Regions from separate parts of the Oryctolagus cuniculus genome. Here region 2 is linked to region 1. A link is a contact called in public Hi-C data. All regions are on one chromosome and are shown on one strand. Each heading gives the region's core, a stretch centred on a gene start, on an enhancer-like site or on the middle of the called end of the contact. The rest is flanking DNA. Distances are from core to core; before and after follow the strand shown. Region 1 holds the start of LOC100346036 (large ribosomal subunit protein uL6-like). Region 2 overlaps CMTM8 (CKLF like MARVEL transmembrane domain containing 8).

Region 1 (5,339 bases), core at 1,244-3,743:
TGCCTTCTCTCTCTTTCAAACTAAAATTAAAGTAAAAGTCCCTTTTTTCATGCTATAAAAATGCATAAGGAGATCTTTCTCAACATGACAGTGGGTATCAGTGGCTGGGTTTGGAGTCTGGTCCAGTGTGTGCATTAAACACACCAAGACAATGTTTACAGGCAGTATTTTCTGTGTAATCACACTGGAAACAACTGAATGCAAACAGGAAACCAAAGGAAAAAATAAAAACTGGCAGCTAAGCGAGGAAGGGTTCACAAGGGAGAAAAGAGGAAAAGGAAAGGGAGTGGGGGGAGCAGGAGAGAGGGAGAAAAGATCATTTCTGAATTTGCAGTCTACCGACCACTCCTGATGTGGGGCTGTCCTTGAATGGACTTTGGCAAGTTGAGCCCTGGTTCCTCCACCAGGGGGCAGCAGGAGGAAGGCTGGTTGGGACACCCATCAGGCCACGTCCACATGTGTTTCCCTATTCAGCCACCAGAGGGTGGTGTATCCCATCCAACCCAACCAGCTTTGGGGAAGCCCCGGTGCAGGGTGGCCACGAGTCCACCCTGAAGGTGAGAGTAACTGGCAAGGTATTTACACGAGTGATTGTGACTCAAGAAGGCATGAGCCTCACAGCTGTGCGTGAGCGATGTCTCCAAGGCCGGCTGGGAATTCGTACTGTGCAGAGATGTGCGTGGCCGGCCGGAGGAAGCTTCCAAAGGCAGGACGTAACAGAAGGGAATATGGAGTGAGCTGCTGTTATAGTTGTCTTATTTGTTCCACACCCACAGAGTGCTTAGTGGGGATTGGCCACATATGGAATAACTGGATCCTAGACGTGAGCTGTTTAAGAAGAATCAAGCCCATGTTTAGAACTTCTCGGGGAGCAGGGTCAGCTTGCTTGCCACCTCTCACTTCTCTCACTGTGCTGTTCGGTTCCATGATCCACAGCATGAATTGCAGCCTGCTTCTTCATCACGTTTCTTTTCTTCCTCTTTATTTCTCCTGAACTGGAACGTCTGAAGGCAATGACAGGGCTCCGGATATGGTGGCAAGGGCCGGGCTCCGCTGGGTGGTCCTGACATTTGGATGCAGCTTGGACCCTGAAGCTAAGGGGGAATTGTTCTCTGTGCTTCATTCACGTCGCTCTGCAGAAGCCGAGTTCATGTTAAAAGACAGAGGTCTGGGTGCTCACCCCCATCTGCGGCACAAATTCTCTGTTTGTTTTGAGAGACAGAGATCTGCTGCCTCACTCCCCAAATGCCCACCAATGGCCAGGGCTGGCCAGGCTGAAGCTGAGAGCTGGGAAGTCAATCCAAGTCTCCCATGTTGGCAGCAGGGACCCAAGCCTTAGAGCCATCGCTGCTGTCCCCAGTGTCAGAGCTAGCAGAAGGCTGGACAGAGTCAGGGCTCAAAGCCTGGCACTGCAACATGGGCTCTGGACATCCGGCCTGAAGCTTAACGGTCGGCCAAATGCCCACCTCTGGATAGAAGTGGCTGGGGTGGGGTGATTTTGTTATCCGTGGCAGCATTTGAATTCTACCTTTTGTTCTTTGTGTGTTTTTTAAAAAGATTTACTTATTGATTTGAAAGTCAGACTTGCAGAGAGAGGGAGAGAGAGAGAGAGAAAGAGAGAGAGAGAGATCTTCCATCCATTGGTCCACTTCCCAGATGGTCACAACTGCTGGGACTGGGCCAGGCCAAAGCCAGGAGCCTAGAATTCCACTGGGGTCTCCCATGTGAGTGGCAGGGGCTCAAGCACATGGGTCACCTTCAGCTGCTTTCCCAGGTGCATTAGCAGGGAGCTGGATTGAACTGGAGCAGCTGGGACTTGAACCGGTGCCCATAAGGGATGCCGGTGTTGCACGCAGCGGCTTACCCCGCCGGCCCCTGTTCTTCGTGTTTAGTACGGCTTTGTTGAAGTATACTTCATATGTCACAGTGTCCACTCGTACGTACATCATCCATAACTTTCAGTCAACCTAGAGCTGTGCAGTCGTCACCATATTCAGACATTAGAAGCCCCTCCCCCAGATGTCCTGTAACCTGCTCTCAGTCTCTCTACCCCTCACTCCCACGGCTCGTGCCAGGCTACCTCTGCTCTCTGTCGGGCTCAGTTTTCCTTCTCTGAACCTGGCGTATGAGTGGGACCATCCTATATGCAGTTTCTTCGCGTCTGGTTCTTTCCAGTTAGCATAATGTTTCCAAGGTGCATCTACGGCGGAGCAGACATCAGTCTTTTTGTGGCTGAATAGAATTCCACTATGTAGATGTACACTTTGTTTAGCAGCTCACCAACTAAGGGGCACTTGGACCGTGTTCAGTCCTTGAGTAACGCTGCGGCGAATGACTGCAGGCAAGCCTTCGTGATATGAGAGACAACATGCACCGGCAATGGGGAGGGAGAGGGGGCAGATTTCGTTCAGGCCACTGGAACAGGCCACAGGCTTATAATGGGAGCATCTCCAGGAAGGGAAGGGGGCCTGGGATTTTAGAGAGGCAGAAAAAGAGTCATCGCTCTTTTTGCCGCATCTACTGCGAGAATGAAGACCGTTCTCAGCAATCAGACGGTCGACATCCCAGAAAATGTCGACATCAGTCTGAAGGGGCGCACAGTCATTGTGAAGGGGCCCAGAGGAACCCTGCGGGGGGACTTCAATCACATCAATGTGGAACTCAGTCTCCTGGGAAAGAAAAAGAAGAGGCTCCGGGTTGACAAATGGTGGGGAAATGGAAAGGAACTGGCAACTGTTCGCACGATCTGTAGTCACGTACAGAATATGATCAAGGGGGTTACACTGGGCTTCCGTTACAAGATGAGGTCAGTGTATGCTCACTTCCCCATCAACGTGGTTATTCAAGAGAATGGGTCTCTTGTTGAAATTAGAAATTTCTTGGGTGAAAAGTACATCCGAAGGGTTCGGATGAGGCCAGGTGTTGCCTGTTCAGTGTCTCAAGCCCAGAAAGATGAATTAGTGCTTGAAGGAAATGACATTGAACTTGTTTCAAATTCAGCTGCTTTGATTCAGCAGGCAACAACAGTTAAAAATAAAGATATCAGAAAATTTTTGGATGGCATCTATGTCTCTGAAAAAGGAACAGTTCAACAGGCTGATGAATAAGACCTAAAAGTTATCCGGCTGCAGAAACAAGAACCCAGATTGTGTCTTGTGGTATTTTAATAATGCAATAAAAGATTATTGATTTGAAAAAAAAAAAAAGAAAAAGAGTCATCAGTGAAGCCTTTTTTTTTTTTTTTTTTTGAGTTTTGAATTTTATTTGCAAGGCAGAGGAATAGAGAGAGGACAGACAGAGGCAGAGAGAGATCTCCCATTTCTAAGCCACAAGAGCCAGCTCTGAGCCTGGAACCAGGAGCTCCACTGGGTGTGCCACATCGGTGGTGGGGCCTAAGCACTTGGGTGTACATACGAGTGGACACTGTGCTCTGATATGTGCCTGCATGGCAGGTGGCAGCTTCACCCACTGTGCCCCAACCATGGCCCCTAATTCTAGTTTGTTTCTAGTGTGGATTCTCAGATTTTTTTTCTGCACAAAGGATTGTTTTACCTTGAACAAAAAGAATATTTCCTTTGAAATAAGGGGTCTTAAATTGTTTGTTTGCTCTGCCGTATGGTTCAGGCTAGACCCTCCGGTACCGAGCTGAGCGGGTGTGGTGAGAGTAAACAGGCTTGCCTTGCTCATCACTATAGCAGGAAAGCCTTCAGTCCCGTACTGTTGACTAGGACTGAGTTGTGGCCTGTCTGCAGGTGCCCTTGGTCAGTTTACGTAGTTTGTGGTTTTTTGTTTGTTTGTTTTTTGACAGGCAGATTTAGACAGTGAGAGAGAGAAAGAGAGAACAGAGAGAAAGGTCTTCCTTCTGTTGGTTCACCCCCCAAATGGCTGCTGTGGCCAGCACACCGCACTGATCCGAAGCCAAGAGCCAGGTGCTTCCTCCTGGTCTCCCATGGGGTGCAGGGCCCAAGCACTTGGGCCATCCTCCACTGCACTCCCGGGCCACAGCAGAGAACTGGCCTGGAAGAGGGGCAACCGGGACAGAATCCAGCGCCCCGACCGGGACTAGAACCCTGGATGCCGGCGCCGCTAGGTGGAGGATTAGCCTAGTGAGCTGCGGCACTGGCCTGTTTTTTTGTTTTTTTAATCATGAATTGGATCTGAGTGTTATCAGAGGCCTTCATTCCATCTATGGGGCTTTTCACGTTTATCCTGTTAACATCACATCAACCGACTCTGGGGTGTTAATCCTGCTTCCTAAGACACAGGAGACATTCTGTACACTTGGTCATGTGTAGAATACTATGTTATGTTGCTGAATTCGGTCTGGTAATACTGTATTAAGGATTTCCGTGCCTAGCCCCGTGAGGAATGTCAGTCTATAGTTTTCTTGTGATATCTTCGTCTTTGTTATCAGGGTGGCACCGGCCACAATGAATGAGTTGGGAAGTATTCCCTCCTCTGTTTTCTGAAATAGTAAAGTGTTAGCATCAATTATTTTTAAAGCCTTATCCATTCACTTGAAAGGCAGAATGAGGTCTTCCATCCACTGGTTCACTCCCCGATTGGCCACAACAGCCAGGGCTGGGAGCCAGGAGCCAGGAGCTCCATGTGGGTCTCCCACGTGGGTGGCAGGAACCCGGATGCTCAAGTCATCACCTGCTGCGTCCCAGGCGCATCCCCAGGGAGCTGATGGGAAGCAGAGCGCGGGAACTGGAGCCTGCACTCCGCCGTAGGATGCGGGCATTCCCGGTGACGGCTTAGCCCGCGGCGCCACGTCGTCCACCCCCAGTGCTCTTTCTGTGCGCGGGGGCATTCACGGGGCAGCTACCCGGCACGGGCAGTTCTTTGTAGCGAGGCTTGCAGCTGCTCACGGAACTCCCTTCCTCGTCCCAGGACCATTCAAATCCCCCCCCCCTTTTTTTTTTTTTCAACCAGTGACTTGTGCTGTTCCAGGCGCTTGTCCGTTTGGTCTGTTGCGTCCTCTCTTGGCACAGCGCCGCTCCTGGTGTTCCCACTTCACTCTGTAAGGTCAGTCGCCGTGTCCCCTATTTCACGTCCACGTCTGGGTCCCTCTTCTCTCGGCTGACCCAGCAGAGCTTCCTGGCTTCCTTGCGTGTCCGCCTCTGCCAGCCGGGCCTGAGTGGGCGTCTCGGGTCTGTTCCGCTCCTTGCTGTGCGTGCCCACAGTCTCTGGTCGACACGGGGCAGGCATGGTCTTAACATTCTTCAAGGAATTCCTTTGCTGCTTTACATGGTTGGAGGCCTGCTAATTTCAACTTGGCACCCAGGCTGATCCGGTTACAGTGGTGCCGAAAGAACCCCAGGCATGATGACACCAGT
Region 2 (5,339 bases), core at 1,903-4,402, 230 kb after region 1:
CGAATCCTTGCTTCCGATGCAGGGTCGCGAGCCGCCTTCACTTTTGCACAGAGAGCGGGAGAAAGGAGACGTTAGAAGACGAGAGGTAACCAGGAGTCCCGGGGCTCCTGAGCTCTGCCCCCTGCCCCCCGCCCTGGGTTCGCGGCCGGCATCTCAAGTGCCTGCTGCCCGTCTCTGCTCAGCTGGGGAGGCTGCAGGCCTGACCAAGGGCAAGAACTCCACCCTGCAGGGGAGAGCCGGGCTTGGTCTCCAAGGACACCCACGGGCGCTGCCCAGCGGTGCCAGGCTATGCCACCGCACCTGTTGCCAGGGTCTCCGGGTGGGGCACCTTGGGGCTGTGGGCCGGTGCACAGGGCTGGGAGGCTCTCCTGCCTTGTAGACCATGGCCTGGGACGTGGCCTCTCACTGCTCCAAGCCGTGAGTCCCTAGTCCCTCCCCGTCTCGGATGGCGACTGTCAGGTTTACCCCACACGGCTGCTGTATGGCCACATGAGCTGGGTGTGACAGCACTGGAAATCCCGGCATGGGGCACAAGGCCTGTCGCAGTTGTGGGATCCAGTGTCCCGTCCCACGTAGACGTGGAGGGATCTGTGCTGTGGACTTACCTCCTCTCAGTGTGTCTCTGTCTCTTCTGCTCCCTGAAAGGGATCCTTCTTCCTCCCGTTGCCTTTTGTATCCCCCCATGCTTCCCCAAACAGGAGGAAGCCAGCATTGGAAAAGGACAAGTTGGGGTGGCGCCTGCCTCCCCACTGCAGTGCTGGGTCGAGTCCCGGCTCCACCTCTAGATGCCCGCTTCCTGCAGATGTGGACCCTAGGAGGCAGGGGTGATGGGCCCCTGCACCCATGGGGGAGACCTGAGTTCCTGGCTTCACCCTGCTCAGCCCCGGCCATTGTGGGTATTTGGGGAGGGAACCCGCAGATCGGAAACTGTGTGTGTGCGCGTCTCAAATTTTTTAAAAAGAGGAAACATGTTGCAAAAGCGAGGGGAGCTAGGAGCCAGCTGGCCTTTGACTCCAGGGGACTCCCTGCAGGCGCAGGTGGCCCTGGGGTGTCACTCGATCTCATGAAGTTCGCCCTGTTTTCTTGAAGCTGTTTGGCTAGGGCTGGCTGCTACTTCACTGCTGGGGACCCAGGACAGTGAGCCGCGCGTTTTGCACTGATGCTGGGGCGTCGTGAGCTCTCTGTGAGGTGCAGGAGCTTCGATCCAGGCCAAGGGCAGCCCAGGTCCCTCCGCGGCAGAAGGGAGGGAGGATGGTCACCAGTGGGGCCTCGCGGGGGGCTGTGGGACGTGTGGCCAGGCGCAGGGCTGGGTGGGGCCCCAGAGCCTGCACGTCTAAGTCTAACGAGCGCTGAGCCTGCTGGGCCAGGACCACACACCTGGAGAAGCAGGGCTGAGGGTGGCAGCGCGCCGGCGGCCAGCCCGTCCCAGCCTGCACCTGTGTGTGTACCCGGCGGGTTTCGGCAGAGTCCTGCCTCCCGTGCATTTACATACCAGACCTGGCTGCTTTCATGTGACGGAGGCAAAGCTCAGCAGCTCTGGTGCAGACCGACTGCCCTCAGAGCTGGGAATCGTGGCCGTCTACCCCTTTGCCGCTCGCGCCAGCCCCCGCGGCACCAGGAGCCACCCCAGCCCCACCACCTCCGGGATCCTTCAGGCCGCGACACCGGCTCTGCTAAGCACGAACGCTTGTTTCCTGGAGTTCAAACCCTGAGACCACTCTTTACTCGTATCTCTGCCTCTCTGCACCATCAGACCCTGCAGCAGCCTAGAGGGTGCTGGACCCATCTTACGGAGGTGCACACTTGAGGCTTGGAGGGACAGTAGCTTAGCTGTGGTCGTATGGCATGGTGGTGACAAAGCCAGTGGGCTTAAATTATTCTTTTAATTATAGAGAGAGATCTGGCCGGCACTGCGGCTCACTAGGCTAATCCTCCACCTAGCGGCGCCGGCACACCGGGTTCTAGTCCCGGTCGGGGCGCCGGATTCTGTCCCGGTTGCCCCTCTTCCAGGCCAGCCCTCTGCTGTGGCCAGGGAGTGCAGTGGAGGATGGCCCAAGTGCTTGGGCCCTGCACCCCATGGGAGACCAGGATAAGTACCTGGCTCCTGCCATCGGATCAGCGTGGTACGCTGGCTGCAACACGCCAGCCGCGGCAGCCATTGGAGGGTGAACCAACGGCAAAGGAAGACCTTTCTCTCTGTCTCTCTCTCTCACTGTCCACTCTGCCTGTAAAAAAAAAAAAAAAATTAGAGAGATCTTTTCTACTAGTTCATTCCTCAGATGCCCATCATGAGCAGGACTGGACTGGACTGGGAACCAGGAGTCCCGTCCAGGTCTCCCACTTGGGTGACAGGATCCCAGTGACTCGAGCCGTCACCCCTGCCTCCCTGGGTCTGCATAGCAGGAAGCTGGATGCAGGGGCCAGAGCCAGGCATCGGATCCAGGGTCTCTGGAGCGGGACACTGGTGTCTTCACCGGTGGCTTAATTGCCAGGCTACATGTCCACATCTGGTAGACATTTTGAAGCCCAGCCCACTCTGCAGATTTCCGCCGCGATGCCTGTCGGGACTGGTGGGGTCCCGCGGTGTCACCCCAGTGCTGGAACTCCAGGCTGCAGCAGACTTAAGTCGCAAGGACTGGCTTCACGCCTTGTTCTGCAGGTAGCACCCAAAGCACGCGAGGGCACCTGAGAAAGGGTCAGGGAGGGATGGGGACCACACCCACGCTCCTGGCATGGTTGCCAGTGGGCAGAAGACCACCTGGCTGGAAGTCCCCTGGTGACTCAGAGCCGCCCCTCCTAGGTACTGGCTGATTCCCTGCCCATGTAACCCTGCCCTCCCCATCTGTCAGACCAGGAAGCTGGGGAGAGCAGCGAGGCCCGAAGCCCCTCGGCTGCACTGGCCGGTACCCCCAGACTCCCCCCCCCCCCACACACACACACTTCCGCCTGTGGCGTATTCAACACACTTCCGTAAAAGCTCTGTGCGGGCGCCGGGAGGAGCTGTGGACTTGGCGCGCAGTTCTTCCTCCCAGGTCTTGGTGTTAACTCCTCCTCATCCCAGCCAGCTGAGGGTGTTTCTTGTCAGATCTGTCTCCAAGCAACGTCTGGGACCGGCGGTCCACGCCTCTATGCAAAGCATCTCACGTGGAGGCGCTCATCCAGGCAGATGGTAAACTTCTCTCTCTCCACTGAACCAGTCTGGCCGCAGTGCCTCCCCGCTGCTTCCTAAGCAGTGCTCGGATACCCCCTAGTGGGTGAGTGTGGGTGGTCGTGTGCCTCTGAGCTTCCAGCCCTAGTGGGTGAGTGTGGGTGGTCGTGTGCCTCTGAGCTTCCAGCCCGGAGCAGGTGGAGTGACTGCTGGAGGGCCCCCCTGGGTAGATTGAGGATCTACCCCTGAGGGTCAGGGAGCAGGTGCTGTCATCCTCTCTGACCAGTTGACAGAATCCAGCTGACAGAGGTGGACACGCACACGCACGCCTCTGTGCATGTCTGCGTGTGTGTCCTGCGGCGCAGAGCATGCGTGATCCTGAGTGGGAATCCAGATGGTAAATAGTTTAGGCTTTGTAGTCAAGAGGCCATGTGCTTTGCTGGTTTTGTTTTTTGTGTTTTCTTCTTCTTTTTTTTGATTTCTTAATATTTGAAAGGGAGCTTTTCCATCTGCGTTTTCAGCGCCGTGCAGGTGGGAGGGGGCAGCCTGCTGGCCCCCTCAGCAGTACCGCTCCCTGGCACAGGCAAAAAGATGGAGCAGGGGCCAGCATCTTAATCCCCAGCCCCAGCCTGTCCGGCGCCACCAGGGCAGGTGGTGGCCTGCCAGGCTGCTCTGCCTCCTCATTTGTGAGTCACGATGGTAGATGGCAAGTTATTTCGGCATGTGAGTTTTGGAAAATATATATTATCCTTGTACTGTAGATGAGACGCAGATGTGGACATCAGGTAGCATTGTAGTTAACGCTAGGACTGACTGCGACACGCCATGCCTCAGTTTCCCCCTCTGTAAAATGGTCGCGACAGGAGTTACGTCAGGGGCAAGCGGCGTGGGTGCAGTCATCAGCAGTAGATGTGTTATTCCCGGGGCTGGAGCAGGAGGCGAGGGCTCCATGAATCCCGGCTGAGCAAGTGCGAGTGACTCGCTGGGTCACACCGCAGGGAGGAATTCCAAGCCCGAGGGGCGGCTGTTGGGCGGACGCAGAGGCTCAGACACTCGGGGCCGCCTGTGTCCTGTCCGGAGTGCCTGGGTTCAAGTCCCAGCTCTGTTTCCGACTCCAGCTTCCTGCTACGCAGTAGATGATGGTTCAAGTCCCTGGGTCCCTGTGGGAGACCCAGACCGAGTTCCAGGCTCCTAGCACTGGCCTCACCCATCCCCAGCTGTTGCAGGCTTTAGGGAAATAAACTGGCACGTAGAAGAGCCCTTCATCCCCCTGCCTTTCAGATAAAGTAAAAATAAATAATTTGTGTAAATCAGGAAAAAAAATAAAATCTTTTTTAAAAAAATGCAAAGCCTGAATCTTTCTGAGCAGTGAGGTAGCCTTGGCAAATCCCGGTGGGAACGGAGAACACGGTCACTGTGGCCTTCAGGTGTCGGCACTGGGCAGGCAGGGCAGAGCTTAGGGGCCGGCGTCACTTGGCCTGCCATCTCTCGGGCAGCAGTGCTCATGGGACAGGGCCCAGGCTTAGTCTGCACATCCAGGGACCCGGCTCCGTGCACGCGTAGAACGCTGGAGTTACAGAGACAAGTGTTCTGGCTGAGAGCAAGAAGGGAGGCAGGGTTTTTGTTTTTTGTTTTTGTTTTTATTTGACAGATAGAGTTATCGACAGTGAGAGAGAGAGACAGAGAGAAAGGTCTTCCTTCCGTTGGTTCACCCCCCAAACGGCCGCTGCGGCCGGTGCACTGCGCAGATCCGAAGCCAGGAGCCAGGTTCTTCCTCCTGGTCTCCCATGCTGATGCAGGACCCAAGCACTTGGGCCATCCTCCACTGCACTCCCGGGCCACAGCAGAGAGCTGGCCTGGAAAAGGAGCAGCTGGGACAGAATCCAGCGCCCATATGGGATGCCGGCGCCGCAGGCGGAGGATTAACCAAGTGAGCCACGGCGCTGGCCCGGGAGGCGGTTGTAAGAGCCCCAGGAGCGCTGGGTGCTGCCTGGTGGTTAGTGACCCTCCTCGCTGGCACAGCGTCTGGTGTGGCTCAGGCACTGTTGCGTGTGTGTTGCTTAGTTCACTGTCCTCCCAACCGAACCCCCCATTTTACAGATGGGAAAACTGAAACTGAGGTTGGTTGGTGGCTTGCCCAAGAGCGGGGGATAGAATTCAGGTAGGCCAACGGCAACGTACGTACGTCTGC

The links. Hi-C and Micro-C count contacts between places; a contact is called where the count stands out from the background.
Region 2: a contact with region 1 is called in a Hi-C map of an unstated tissue, with 5 times the contacts expected there. The contact joins the enhancer-like site here to the promoter of LOC100346036 in region 1. A contact is called at or near these places in 2 of 6 Hi-C or Micro-C datasets (ear pinna and an unstated tissue).

The regions. Positions count from the first base shown.
Region 1 is chr4:168,771,828-168,777,166 of mOryCun1.1, forward strand. It overlaps LOC100346036 (large ribosomal subunit protein uL6-like), which reads left to right and starts at 2,494. Exons shown (of 1, transcript XM_051858918.2): 1 at 2,494-3,212. The coding sequence starts at 2,529. The coding sequence ends at 3,107.
Region 2 is chr4:169,001,834-169,007,172 of mOryCun1.1, forward strand. All of the region lies in intron 1 of CMTM8 (CKLF like MARVEL transmembrane domain containing 8), which reads left to right. Among named protein-coding and RNA genes, the nearest start is that of CMTM7, 26 kb to the right of the region's middle. Within about 2 kb of position 3,153, at least 3 of the 8 cell types and tissues checked have an H3K27ac peak or open chromatin away from gene starts, as enhancers often do.